3 separate regions of the Sus scrofa genome follow, and regions 1 and 2 are each linked to region 3. Evidence: chromatin contacts called from public Hi-C and HiChIP or PLAC-seq data. All regions are on one chromosome and are shown on one strand. The core of a region is the stretch at or near the end of the contact, and the rest is flanking DNA. Distances in the headings are between cores, read along the strand shown.

Evidence for each region. Hi-C and Micro-C count contacts between places; a contact is called where the count stands out from the background. HiChIP or PLAC-seq counts read pairs in DNA pulled down with a chosen protein or histone mark.
Region 1: an H3K27ac HiChIP or PLAC-seq map of alveolar macrophages shows a contact between it and region 3. The contact joins two enhancer-like sites. A contact is called at or near these places in 1 of 47 Hi-C or Micro-C datasets (liver) and 1 of 2 datasets of contacts at active chromatin or transcription factors (alveolar macrophages).
Region 2: a Hi-C map of liver shows a contact between it and region 3, with 2.1 times the contacts expected there. The contact joins two enhancer-like sites. A contact is called at or near these places in 2 of 47 Hi-C or Micro-C datasets (both in liver) and 1 of 2 datasets of contacts at active chromatin or transcription factors (alveolar macrophages).

What each region holds. Positions count from the first base shown.
Region 1 is chr2:85,419,182-85,423,485 of Sscrofa11.1, forward strand. The region is part of intron 2 of IQGAP2 (ras GTPase-activating-like protein IQGAP2); the gene reads left to right. Among named protein-coding and RNA genes, the nearest start is that of F2RL2, 120 kb to the right of the region's middle. Within about 2 kb of position 1,435, at least 1 of the 83 cell types and tissues checked has an H3K27ac peak or open chromatin away from gene starts, as enhancers often do. A contact at or near this core is called in alveolar macrophages, where this site is marked.
Region 2 is chr2:85,443,341-85,447,367 of Sscrofa11.1, forward strand. All of the region lies in intron 2 of IQGAP2 (ras GTPase-activating-like protein IQGAP2), which reads left to right. Among named protein-coding and RNA genes, the nearest start is that of F2RL2, 97 kb to the right of the region's middle. Within about 2 kb of position 1,366, at least 11 of the 83 cell types and tissues checked have an H3K27ac peak or open chromatin away from gene starts, as enhancers often do. A contact at or near this core is called in alveolar macrophages and liver, where this site is marked.
Region 3 is chr2:85,257,815-85,262,142 of Sscrofa11.1, forward strand. No RefSeq gene overlaps it. Among named protein-coding and RNA genes, the nearest start is that of IQGAP2, 34 kb to the right of the region's middle. Within about 2 kb of position 1,892, at least 6 of the 83 cell types and tissues checked have an H3K27ac peak or open chromatin away from gene starts, as enhancers often do. A contact at or near this core is called in alveolar macrophages and liver, where this site is marked.

The sequences.
Region 1 (4,304 bases), core at 185-2,684, 160 kb after region 3:
TGTCATTGAAGAATCCCACGCCTCTCCATTCTGCATGTCAGCCTGGCGTGGTGTTCAAATGCACCCCCGTGAGACTGCCGGAAAATCCGGATCTGGGGGCGAGCGGAGTCTGTCTTTGCATTTTCAAGTAGGAGAGAGATGTTACCTGATACTCAGAGAATCTTGGCGGCTAACAGCCATCTCTGGGTTAGTTTACTGTTGTTTTATAATACTGCTTTTTTGATTTAACCAGTGGTTTCACTGTTTGCTGGTGGAAATTTTTTCATGCTGGCAGGCAAATGCGAGCCACTTCGAGGCTTTCTGATAAATGGAGCACCTGTGTCATTCTTCATGTCAGCAAAATGACAAGCTGGGTGTTGGCCCATCATACTTAAAGCTAATTTGATACTAAAAATCTGGAGTCGTGCAAACATAAATATAAGTAGTACTTGATGGCAGACAGTGCATTAGCTGATTTAGTTGTTGATTCTTCCCTGATGGCTTTAAAAAAGAGTTCTGTGTGGGCAGCCTTTTTAAGATAGTCTGGGAAGAGAGAACCACAGAAGAAAAGAGTGTGAAGCAGGCTGGGTGGGGAAATAAAGAAAGAGGTAGGCTTTGGGATCAGAGCAGGGGTTCTTAGTTTTATGTATGCCAGGGGCTTCTTTAGCAGTCTGAGAAGCCTATAGAAGTCCTCTCAGAATTACGTTTTACATAAGATGAATAGGATTACAAAGGAAACCAATTGTATTGAAAATACAGTTACCAGGAGTTCCTGTCATGGCTCAGTGGTTAGCGAATCTGACTAGGAACCATGAGGTTGCGGGTTCCATCCCTGGCCTCGCTCAGTGGGTTAAGGATTCATTGTTGCCGTCAGCTGTGGTGTAGGTCACAGACGTGGCTTGCATCCCGTGTTGCTGTGTCTGTGGTGTAGGCTGGCGGCTGCAGCTCCGATTAGACCCCTAGCCTGGGAACCTCCATATGCTGCGGGTGTGGCCCTAAAACGACAAAAAACCAAAAGAAAAGAAAAGAAAATACAATTATCAAAATACTTCAGAAAAAAACTGTGTGATAGAGTAGTATGTTCTTCTTTACAAATACACAGTTCTTGTGGTGGATCTTATGACAACTCTAACTTTTAAGTTGTGATCAGCATAAATGATATTTTGAAATTGACAGCAGCCATAAAGTGATGTGAAAATATATTGAGGAAGTCAGATTCTGCCAGTAACTATGGTGGTTGGTTGCTTGCATTCAGAATTGAAGAAAAATACTGAATTTCAGGTAGAGGTAAATGAAAAGTAAAACGTAATTCTTTTCCTGCGCCAGTCCCCAGATCAGAAGCCCATAAGATCGCCACTGGTTAGAGGAACTTGGCTCGAATATCAGTTTGGCCATTTACTGGCTGTGTGACCTTGGCCAAATTAACCACACTCACTGTTTCGTCAGCTGTAAAGGAATGGGTGGTAGCTACTTTGTGGAGTGATTGGAAAGCTTCAGAAGAGCATGGAAAGATGGTCACTTGACCCATGCTGGTTCCTCTAACTGGCTTTCTTTTTACCAGCTCTATTATATTTTTATTTTTAACATTTTTTTGGTCTTTTTTTTTTTTTTTTTTTAGGGCCGAACCCCCAGCATATGGAAGTTCCCAGGCAAGGGGTTGAATCAGAACTGCAGCTGCCAGCCTACGACACAGCCACAGCAACTTGGGATATGAGCTGTGTCTTCGACCTACAGCGCAGCTCACGGCAATGCCAGAGCCTTAACTCACTGAGTGAGGCCAGGGATCAAACCTGCATCCTCATGGATACTAGTTGGGTTTGTTAATGCTGAGCCACCAGGCCCTCCTTGGCAGTTCTATTATAAAATGAACTTGGTACACCTGCTAATAGGCTCGGGTGGACTTTTCACTAAGGAAGGAAGCTAGAAACACAGATTATATTGACAGCAGAGAATTCCTTTCACCTTTAGATGTTCTTAAAAGTGATTGGCCCTTAAGGGGTGGATTTGGGTATAATATGAAGGGGAGAAAGCGTTATCACATTTGAGAAGGACACTCTTCAGGGAATGACCCTCTTGCCTTGTGATCCGAAGCCTTGGCTTGTAGAGAGCTTTTTGCTGGTTGTACAGATTTTGATTAGAAGTAGCCTTGCCCCTCAGCCCATTTGTTCCCCTGATGATTGCTTGGCTAAGGGAATGAGCATGTCTTGGCTGCTTCTGGAAGGGGATGGTGGGGAGAGTCTGCTACCTTCTTGGATCACACCTTCTGTACCTGCGGAGCCCCCCAAAGTCTGGTTACACTATCAGATTCTGGTTTCACATGTGAAGGTCTGCCTTGATTACTTGCTGTTAGGGGAAACTCAGAAGAGTGGAAACCTTGGTTTTGCGTGACTATTGCCTTAAGCAGATGTACCTCCAGGGCACCAGGGCGAGTTCTTTTTCTGGCAGCCCTCGAGCTGTTCCTTGCACAGTACCCAGCAAGCCTTCTTTTTCCCTAATGGCTTTAAAGGCAGGAGACCATAGTGTTTGACTCCTGCCTTCGGCCAGGTCCTGAGGTCTTCGAGGTAAGTCTGGTTGAGTTTCCCTGTCCCCTGGGTAATACTAACACCCCATTTAATGCCTCCTTTTCATCAAAACCAGATTTGTCGTCTCACTTATTTCCCAGTGTCTGGCCAAGATAGGGATCTTTATGAAAACAAACTGGCAGTAACTCAAGCCAGATAAGAGGGGAGAGCTTCGCCTGGGCAGAAGGAAGCTGTTAACGGGAACAGATGGAGACAGTGTCTAAACAGCTTTGAGAAGGTGTGTGCTGGCTTGTCTTGGGGGCACTTCCTGCCTCCCGAGAGCTGTTGGAATCAGGAGAACTGCAGTGACCTGAGGCCAGCCCCACCCCCTCAGGGACCCTGTATGGGTCCAGCCTTTCTGACCACTTTTTTTTTTCTTTCTTTCTTTTTAGGGCCGCACCTCTGGCATCTGAATGTTCCCAGGCTGGGGTTTGAATCGCAGCTGCAGCTGCCAGCCTACAGCACAGCCACAGCAACTGACCACAGCTTATGGTGATGCTGGATCCTTAGGCTGCTGAGCGAGGCCAGGGATTGAACCTGCATCCCCATAGAGACTACAGTGGGTTCTTAATCCACTGAGCTAATAGGGACTGCCTTCTGACCCTTGATGCCCACAGTCAGCCTCTCCTGCTTCTCTGTGGCTTTCCTTATCCCGAAGCAGGAGAGAGATATAAAGAGCAAGCTGTTACCTGGGATGATGAGAGAAACAAGATGTTGCAGTTTATAGAGAATTGGCAAATAGACTGCAGAGATGACTGACTTTCAACATTTTTTTTTTTGATTACTTAAGGACTGAAATTTATTTATTTATTTATTTTGGGTTTTGATGGGTTTTTTAATGTTACTCAATGAATTTTTCTATTTTACATTTATAGTTGTACAATGATCATCACAACCCAATTTTATAGCATTTCCATTCCAAACCCCCAGCGCATCCCCCCATCCCCCAACCTGTCTCTTTTGGAAACCGTAAGTTTTTCAAAGTCTGTGAGTCAGTATCTGTTCTGCAAAGAAGTTCATTGTGTCCTTTTTTCAGATTCCATGTGTAAGTGATAGTGTTTGATGTTGGTGTCTCGATGTCTGACTGACTTCACTTAGCAGATAATTTCTAGGTCCATCCATGTTGCTAAAAATGCTGTTATTTTGTTCATTTTAATGGCTGAGTAATATTCAATTGGGTTTATGTACCATATCTTCTTTATTAACTCTGTCAATGGACATTTAGGTTGTTTCCATGTCTTGGCTATTGAAGAGTGCTGCAATGAACATCGGAGTACATGTGTCTTTGCGAGTCGTGGTTTTCTCTGGATAGATGCCCAGGAGTGGGATTGCTGGATCAAATGGTAGTTCTATTTTTCATTTTCTGAAAAATCTCCATACTGTTTTCCACAGTGGTTGCACCAATTTACAATTCCACCAACAGTGTATTAGGGTTCCTTTTTCTCCACAGCCTCTCCAGTACTTCTTGTTTGTAGACTTTTTGATGATGGCCATTCTGGCTGGTGTAAGGTGGTACCTCATCGTGGTTTTGATTTGCATTTCTCTAATGATGAGTGATGTTGAACATCTTTTCATGTGTATTTTGATCATCTGTATGTCTTCTTTGAAGAATTGTCTGTTTAGATCTTCTGCCCATTTTTTGATGGGGTTGTTTGTTTTTTTGGTATTGAGCTGTGGGAGGTGTTTATAAATTTTGGAGATTAATCCCTTGTCAGTGGATTCATTTGCAAAGATTTTCTCCCATGCTGTGGGTTGTCTTTTCAG
Region 2 (4,027 bases), core at 116-2,615, 180 kb after region 3:
AGATGATAACCAGTCGGCTTCAGATCCTGTGATGGGCTTCTCACAGATAATCAGTACTGGAAGGTGCTAGATGAGGCTGTCTTGCTGCCATGAAAAGAAGGTGGTGTGAAACCCAAGCCAGCCCCAGAACACCCTCGCTGCATGATTTGTTATTGCACAGAGCTGGCTTATACTGTCCGTCAAGCCGTGTTTCCTGAAACCTAAGAATGCCAGGGTGTAATAGTGTTCTCTTATAGCCAGCTCCTATTGCCTAAAACCTTCGTGTGACTCCTTGTGGTTTGCAGCCTGTCTCTCTGTCTGTGTGGTCACTGATGACTGCACGGAGGTGAAACATTTAAGTGAACTTGATGGTGGTGGTAGAAGAATCTGAAGATGCATCGAGGTGGTTTAAGCTGCCTTGCCTCCCTGCCTCCACTCTCTAGGTTCCTTCTCTGACACACTCTAGGCCATTTGTCCAGGCCGTGCAGCTGGAATCCTTGTTGTTGGTCGCTCAGTTAGTCAGGATGATTTGTGCTTCCTACCAGAGAGGGGAACCCTGGCGTGTATCTCCTCCTTTTCAGAAGGTTTCTTTTCATGTCCATCACTCTTTCCCAGTCTGTCTACTTTTTCCTACCTGGACATCATATTCAGCTATAGAGTTTGAATTTTGACTTTCTTACTTCACTGAGGTTTATTCTCCGGCTGCTTCTTGTCCTTTCCCCCTAAAAGCTCCACTTGTCTGTCGCTCCCCACCCCCACTCCCACCCCCACCCCACCCCCACCCCAGGTAGATGGGACAAGATTGCTCATTATCTCTGTGGACCTGCATCCCCGCCCTGCTCTGTAAGCGTTTGCCACAGAAAAAAGTGGTCTCTATTTCAGATGTCAGTTTCAGTACAGAACAATGATGAAATTGTTAGACTAGTGAAATGGTACTTAATTATCTGGCTGGAAACTCTTACACATCACAAAGGCTTTCTTAGTGAGAAGTCACTGTGGATGGTATGTATGGTGCCCAGTGCCCGAACATGCTGTCGGGGTTGGTGCCACAGGCACTGCTTTCTAGCTGGTCTAACAGACAGTACAGGAACTGACTTGTAAGAAAAGAACCTTAGTTGAAAAAACTCCTGAACAACACCTTGTTTGATAAGGTGTAAGGGTTCTGAAGTCCCCAGGGTCTCCCTGCCTTTAGATCACCAGGGTATCTCTACTTCTCAGAGCCAAGAAGTGTAGAGACTCAAGGATGGGGCCAGTTTGACAGAGACAGCAGTCACCAGCTGCCTTTGGTCCTGGGAACATGTTCTGGGTGGCAGGGCCCTGATACATTACTAACCTACATACACATTCAGGAAAGTCCAGCCAGCACCGCAGCTGATGCTGCCATCTGGTGAGCTGCTCCTGGTTTAGCCGGGTCAACAGGATCTGGGTGGAAAGGAAACCAGTAGGAAACTCAGGTGAGAGAGGAGGACTGGGTTGGCTTGCTGGTTCTGGTATAGTTGCAGCGTTTTCTCCTTAAGCTTCTTTTGTCATGTTATAGCTACAGAATGAATGTCTGCTCAAGTAGGTGCTTTGAATTTTTTATTTGGTCATATCAAAGGCAAAGCTAGCAAATAAAAAACAAAAAAACTGCTAGAAAATTTATATCGCAAAGGGCCAACATCTCTAATATACAAAAAACTCCTAAAACCTGAGGGGCCAAATGAATAAACTATTAGATAAATGAGGAAAAGACACAAACAGGACAAAATTTTCGAGGTCCCAGAAGGAGAATACATGGTGGAAATTAGGTCTTTTTCTCACTCAGTTCCACTCCCAGATGGAGCCACTCTTGCTGGTTTATTTTGTAGCTTATAAGAGACCATTTCCGAGTAGTTACATATGGTTATTTTACTATGTTTATAATTATACACACACATTACCATTGTTATACAATTGTGTAACAAAATTGTGCATACAGCTAGCAATATGATTAAATCTTCTTTCAGTAATAATGATTTCCTGCAGTCTTTTATTTTGGCCACAGCAGAGACATGCAGAAGTTCCCGAGCCAGGAGTGAACCCGAGCCACAGCAGTGACAACACTGGATCCTTAACCGCGAGGCCACCAGGGAACTCCTCCTGCAGTCTTTTAATCTTTTGGAAAACAGAAGGAAAATTAGAACCTGGGATGGGAAAGAATGGCTGTCAAATAAAGCAACTACTGTTTGGGAGGTGGGATGTGTTCTAGAGAGGAAATGTCTTAAGGCCTGAAATTGTATCAGTTTACACTCTTCACACCATGACTGGTCCAGCTTTGAGGGCCTCGGGTACAGGGGTTGAGCAATCACACTTTTCAGGTTATGGGACACAGTCTCACTGGTCACAGGGTAGCCCGTGGTTTATGCTGGCCCCCTAAAACTTACTTCCTTTTTTCCCTAGTCCCCTCCCTCTCATAGGCGACCAGTGGGATATGTATAAAGTGTATCATTTAAGCCTGCATGTATTCTTGTAATATATCTCTTGTGTGTATGTGTGTTTAATTTGTGCACATTGTGTGTCTACCTCTGTTTCTTAGTTTTCCGCCTTAAGCTCTGCATGTTCCATCCTTATTGCTGGATGTGCGTTTGCTTTGTTGCTACCTATTCTTATGTGACAGAACTGAGATTTGGAAAACAGTGGAAGCATTTGCAGTGACGTTTACCCCAATTTTTCTTTTGTCTTAATTTTTTTTGAGCACAAACATTTCAAAAAAATTAGAGAACCATAGAATTGCACCAACCTAGTATATCAGCTTTCTAAATATTTCATATGCAGACATACCTGACATAACAAAAAGCATATGCATTTTGTATCATTGTTTATTCACTTTACTGGGTCAACATCCTTCCCTTTTGCTAAATTGTCATCGTAAATTTGTGTTTCATCTATATTATGTTCCATAACTTCACAATCTCTTTTGTGAAACAACTTTTTAGTTGCTTAGTTTTTAGCATCACTGCAATTACTATTCTCATGCATACAGTTGGTCTTTGATTATAACTTTTGTTCTTTTCTACTGTTGAGCCAGAATAGTAGGGGATTATAGAGTGAAAGAAAAAAAATTGTTCTTTGGCTTGTGATGCAGGTTGCCGCATTCTGCCTCTCGGTTCCCAGGAATGCATGCAAGTGTCTGTCCTCTGTTTAAAACATCCTTTTATTTTTAGAGTGTTATTCTTAGAGCTGTTGCCATAGGAATTGATTTATCAAGTGTCATGGTGGTCAGCAGAGAAATAAGGAACTCCAGGTTCTCTGACTTGAGAACATTGGGGAGAGCCATCTGCTACCTGTATTACGCATCCTGTCTCATCCTCCATCCCTCCTGGCAGGAGCGCTCTGCGGCTTTCATCATCGGTCCTTCTGCTCTTTGTAGTGGGGATCGACTGTAGCCAGTTGGTGTGAAGCCCTGCCTCAGCCTCGCCTGCAGAGCGTGTGAACTGTGACCTGTAAATACAGGTGTACACAGGAAAAAGGATGGTACTTGGGATGCTTCTACTAACATCCATCCATTTCCATGGAAGGACTCTGAAAAAGTGGCTGGCTGCTTAAAAAGATCCGTGTGCCAGTGACGAGGAGGAGTGGGAGTGGAGGGACGCAGGCATTTGTGAAAACATATGTTGGATTCCTTTCCTTCTCTTCTTCATGACAATGATTGATGGCATCTAGTGAGTTCCCGTTTGTCACTTCCTTGGTACAGCTGCTAGTGGAGGGTGGGGGAAATCAAGGGCTGGGCAAAGGATGCGGCCAGGGGAGGAAGGAGTTCCTGATAATGATACTGAAATGACATCTCTTACAGTCAGTAGTGTCTTCTCATGCTGTACTAGGCTACTGTGAAAGCCACTCTTTTTTGATCTTTTAGTCTCTAGAAGAGCCAGTCTTCATATCTGTCTTCTTCTACATCGTCGAAAAGGATTAACTTTGGATATAAGATACCTATAGTTTAGGAGTTCCCATTGCGGCTCAGTGGTTAACGAATCTGACTAGGAACCCTGAGGTTGCAGGTTCGATCCCTGGCCTTGCTCAGTGGGTTAAG
Region 3 (4,328 bases), core at 642-3,141:
TCATAGGTTTTTAACTTTATGGATACTCACAAGTCCTTTCCCCCCAAAAATGTATACTCACAAAGCTCAGTGTGTAATTTCTAGGGATTTTGACCTGCTGAAGCTCTTGAACTGCTGAAGGTAGAATCTTTTTTTTTTTTTTCTTTTCTTTTCTTGTTAGGGCCACACCTGCGGCACATGGAAGTTCCTGAGCTAAGGGCTGAATTGGAAGGGCTGCTGCCGGCCTACGCCACAGCCACAACAACACTGGATCCAAGCTGCCTCTGTAACTACACCCCAACTTGCGACAACACGGATCCTTAATCCACTGAGCGAGACCAGGGATTGAACTCACATCCTCATGAATATTATGTCAGGTTCTTAACCCGGTGAGCCACAACAGGAACTCCAGAAGGTGGAATCTTGACTTGAGAATTACTGCTCCATGGACTACAGTGTAACCCAGAAACCATGATCAGGCGGCCCTACAAAACAAGCTTGTTTAGCTTGGCCTATACAAGATTGACTGGCATGGGACTTTTTTAAAAAAGGTTTGAATTAGTTGCCCCTAAATCAGAAAATACAAAATTTCACAAAGGAAAATTAATCCATATTTCTCAATTCTCTCGAAGAGTCAGAAGACCTGGCAGCACTCACCCCCTCAGTCCTCACTGAAGACAAGCAACCGCAGCCCCACCTGGCAGGGACCTGTCTTCTGCAGGTGACCCCAGGCCCCATTGCTCCCTGTAGCTCCTCGGTTTTGAAGCTTCATTGGTGACTATTGATCACTGGCCCACACAGTTGTTTTTCTTAAAGCTGAGTTAAGAGGAAAGCAAAACAGACCTCTGCCTCTATTTTTCTTTCTTTTTTTTTTTTTTTTTTTTTGTCTTTTGTCCTTTTAGGGCCACACCCACGGCATATGGAGGTTTCCAGGCTAGGGGTCCAATTAGAGCTATAGCCGCCAGAGCCACAGCAACTCGGGATCCGAGCCACATCTGCGACCTACAACACAGCTCATGGCAACAGAGGATCCTTAACCCACTGAGTGAGGCCAGGGATCGAACCTGCAACCTCATGGTTCCTAGTCAGATTCGTTTCTGCTGTGCCATGACAGGAACTCCCCTCTATTTTTCTTAAGCCAAGGTCCACTTCACTTTTTTACTTTACATGCCCAGCCACTCAAGGAATTTTACTTGAGACCCCTTATCTAACTCAACCACGAAGCATACCATGGAGCAAACGAGGCTTCAGAACATTCAAGAGACCTGAACTCCTGCTTCCTAATTAATGCTCTTTCTCAGCTGAGAGAAAAGCCAAGAAACATATAGAATCAATAGAAACCATGGACACTGGCACATCTGTCAGATGCCACCAGGCTTTTCAAGGCCATCTCTGTAGACCTGCCAAGGGCACAGAGACATCCATGCGATGCTTGACTTGGTGACTGAACAAGCAAATGAATGAATCTGTTTTCCAATTATGGTTTAATCTAGGAAACATAAGCTTCACTTAAAAGCCGCTTTTCACTGACAGCTGAAGACATCATTTGATTTCTGACCACTCGTCTTTATTTTCAATGGAAGACATTCTACCATCCGAAATACGCAGTTCTTGGACTTCCCGAGTGGCTCACAACATAACTACATGGCATTGCTTCTGCAGGGGCTGTGGCTCGACCCCTGAAATACACGGTTCTGGCCCATGATGTGAGATTGGAGCCAAGCAAACCAAATAGGGATTAGACAGTCTCTGGAGGACACAAACATGTTTCATTTGTTGAATATGCTCATGTGATTTTAAACTGCAGGCTCCTTTAAATTTCCCCACAGCTCATGTTGCAAGTCATCAGAACTCATGATTTGTCGTGATTCCAAGAGATGAAAATCAGGTGACCTGAGTGGCTGGTGCTGGGAACGACCACAGAGGAACCCGTGTTTCTTCTGTCTGCCCACTGACGCTAACCAGGCTAGACGGGTGCCCTGATCCTGTTCTAAGGGTCCGTTCCTCTCGGCCTCCAGCTGAGCACTGCCTCTCTTTGGGAAGTTATGCTCTGCCAAGACCAGGAGCAATGTTGTGCCCTGTAGTCATACATGAAAGGCACTTGACCTTTTTAGGAAAGTCATTATCATTATTACAGCATAATAGCAAAAAGTGTTTCCTCCTGAATATTTATATCATCCAGCCCCAGAGGTCCCCAGCTGCCACTCTTGGTGGCCCTTGTATCTGTTTTCTTCTTTTTTAGCTAGATACATAGGCACAGAACAAATATGACATTTCCCAGCTTCCCCTGTGGACAGAAGTAGCCCTATGTCTAACTTCTAGCCAAGGGGGTGTAGGTGGAAGTGTTGCATATAATTTCCAGAAAGGTCGGACTGCCCGGAATACTGACATGATGGCTGGACCTCAAGCAGTCTTTTCGGACCATGGGGTCGAAGCCAACTTGAGGATGACAAGACAAGAGGATAGAAGGTGCTTGACTTCTTAACTGTGATAAGGTTTTCTGTCATTTTCAACAGAATGTAATGCTAGTTAAAGTAACTAAAAATGGGTCAAGACAACTGAAAGCCATTTGGGATGAGTAAGCAATTAATTATGTTTAAAAATTGGTACATAAAACCATTCTTCACCACTTCTGATGCGGCACTCTCACTTCTCCATTCATGTGACATGTGAAAATAATGTTTCCTTTTCTTTATATATAAACAAACATACACTTAATTTTTTTGTAATAATTTTTATTTATCACTCTATAACTGAGATATAGCATTATATTAGTTTTAGGTGTGTAAAATGATGATTTGATATTTGTATATATTGCAAAATGATCACCACAATAAATCTAGTTAATGTCTGTCATCATATATAGTTACAAATTTTTTTTAAGGTTTGCTCTCTTCAACTTTCAAATATGCAATATAGTATCGTTAACTAGACTCGCCATGCTATACATTACATCCTATTTATTTCACAGCTGAAAGTTTGTAACTTTTGACCCCCTTCACCCATTCCACCAGCTCCCAACTCTGGCAACTCCTAATCTGTTCTCTGTATCTGTGAGCTTAGTTGTTTATTGGTTGTTTGAGTTCTGTTTTGGTTTGTTTTAGACCCCACATATAAATGATATCATATGGTATTTATCTTTCTCCGTCTGACTTATTTCACTTAGCATAATGCCCTCAAGATCCATCTATGTTGTCACAAATGGCAAGCCACGATGGGAACTCCAAGATTTCCTTTTGATGGCTGAATAATAATAGATAGGAGTTCCCATTGTCACTCAGAGGGTTAAGAATCTGATTAGTATCCATGAGGATGCAGGTTTGATCCCTGGCCTCACACAGTGGGTTAAAGCATCCAGCGTTGCTGCAAAGCCTGTGGTGTAGATTGCAGATGCAGCTTGGATCTGGCATGGCTGTGGCTGTGGTGTAGGCTAGCGGTTAGAGCTCCGATTTGACCCCTAGCCTGGGAACTTCCATATGCCGTGGGTGTAAACAAAATAATAATAATAATTATGTATATATATACTGGAAAACACATACATATATAATATCATATATTATATATATATAAAATAATAATAATATCTAGGGTATAAGATCACAGTCCAGTTTCATTCTTTTACAACATGGCTGTCCAGTTTTCCCAGTATCATTTTCCCCAATTGTACATTCTTGGCTCCCTTGTCATAAATTAATTTATCATATATGTACGGATTTATTTCTAGGCTCTCTATTCTATCCCATTGACCTCTGTGTCTGTTTTTAGCTACCGTTTTAATGAGTATACAATTGTGATATTGTTTGAAATCAAGGAGCGTGATGCCTCCAACTTTGATCTTTTTTCTCAAAATCACTTTCACTATTTGGGATCTTTTGCAGCTCCATACAAATTTTAGGATTGCTTATTCTATTTCTGCAAAAAAATGCCATCAGGATTTTGATGGGAATTGCACAGAAGCTATAGATGGCTTCGAGTGTATGGCAATTTTTAATACGTGGTTAAAATATACATTTTTCATACTCTAAAAAAAATTCTACCCTGCTGAAATGACTTGGAAGCTGGACTTGGAAGTGGCCCAGGAGGGTCTTTGTTTACTTGTTATTTTCTGATTTTTTTTTTTTTTTGTCTTTTTGTCTTTTTGCCATTTCTTGGGCCATTCCTGTGGCATACGGAGGTTCCCAGGCTAGGGGTCAAATCGGAGCTGTAGCTGCCAGCCTACGCCAGAGCCACAGCAACACAGGATCCGAGCCGCGTCTGCAACCTACACCACAGCTCACGGCAACGCCGGATCGTTAACCCACTGAGCAAGGGCAGGGATCGAACCCGCAACCTCATGGTTCCCAGTCGGA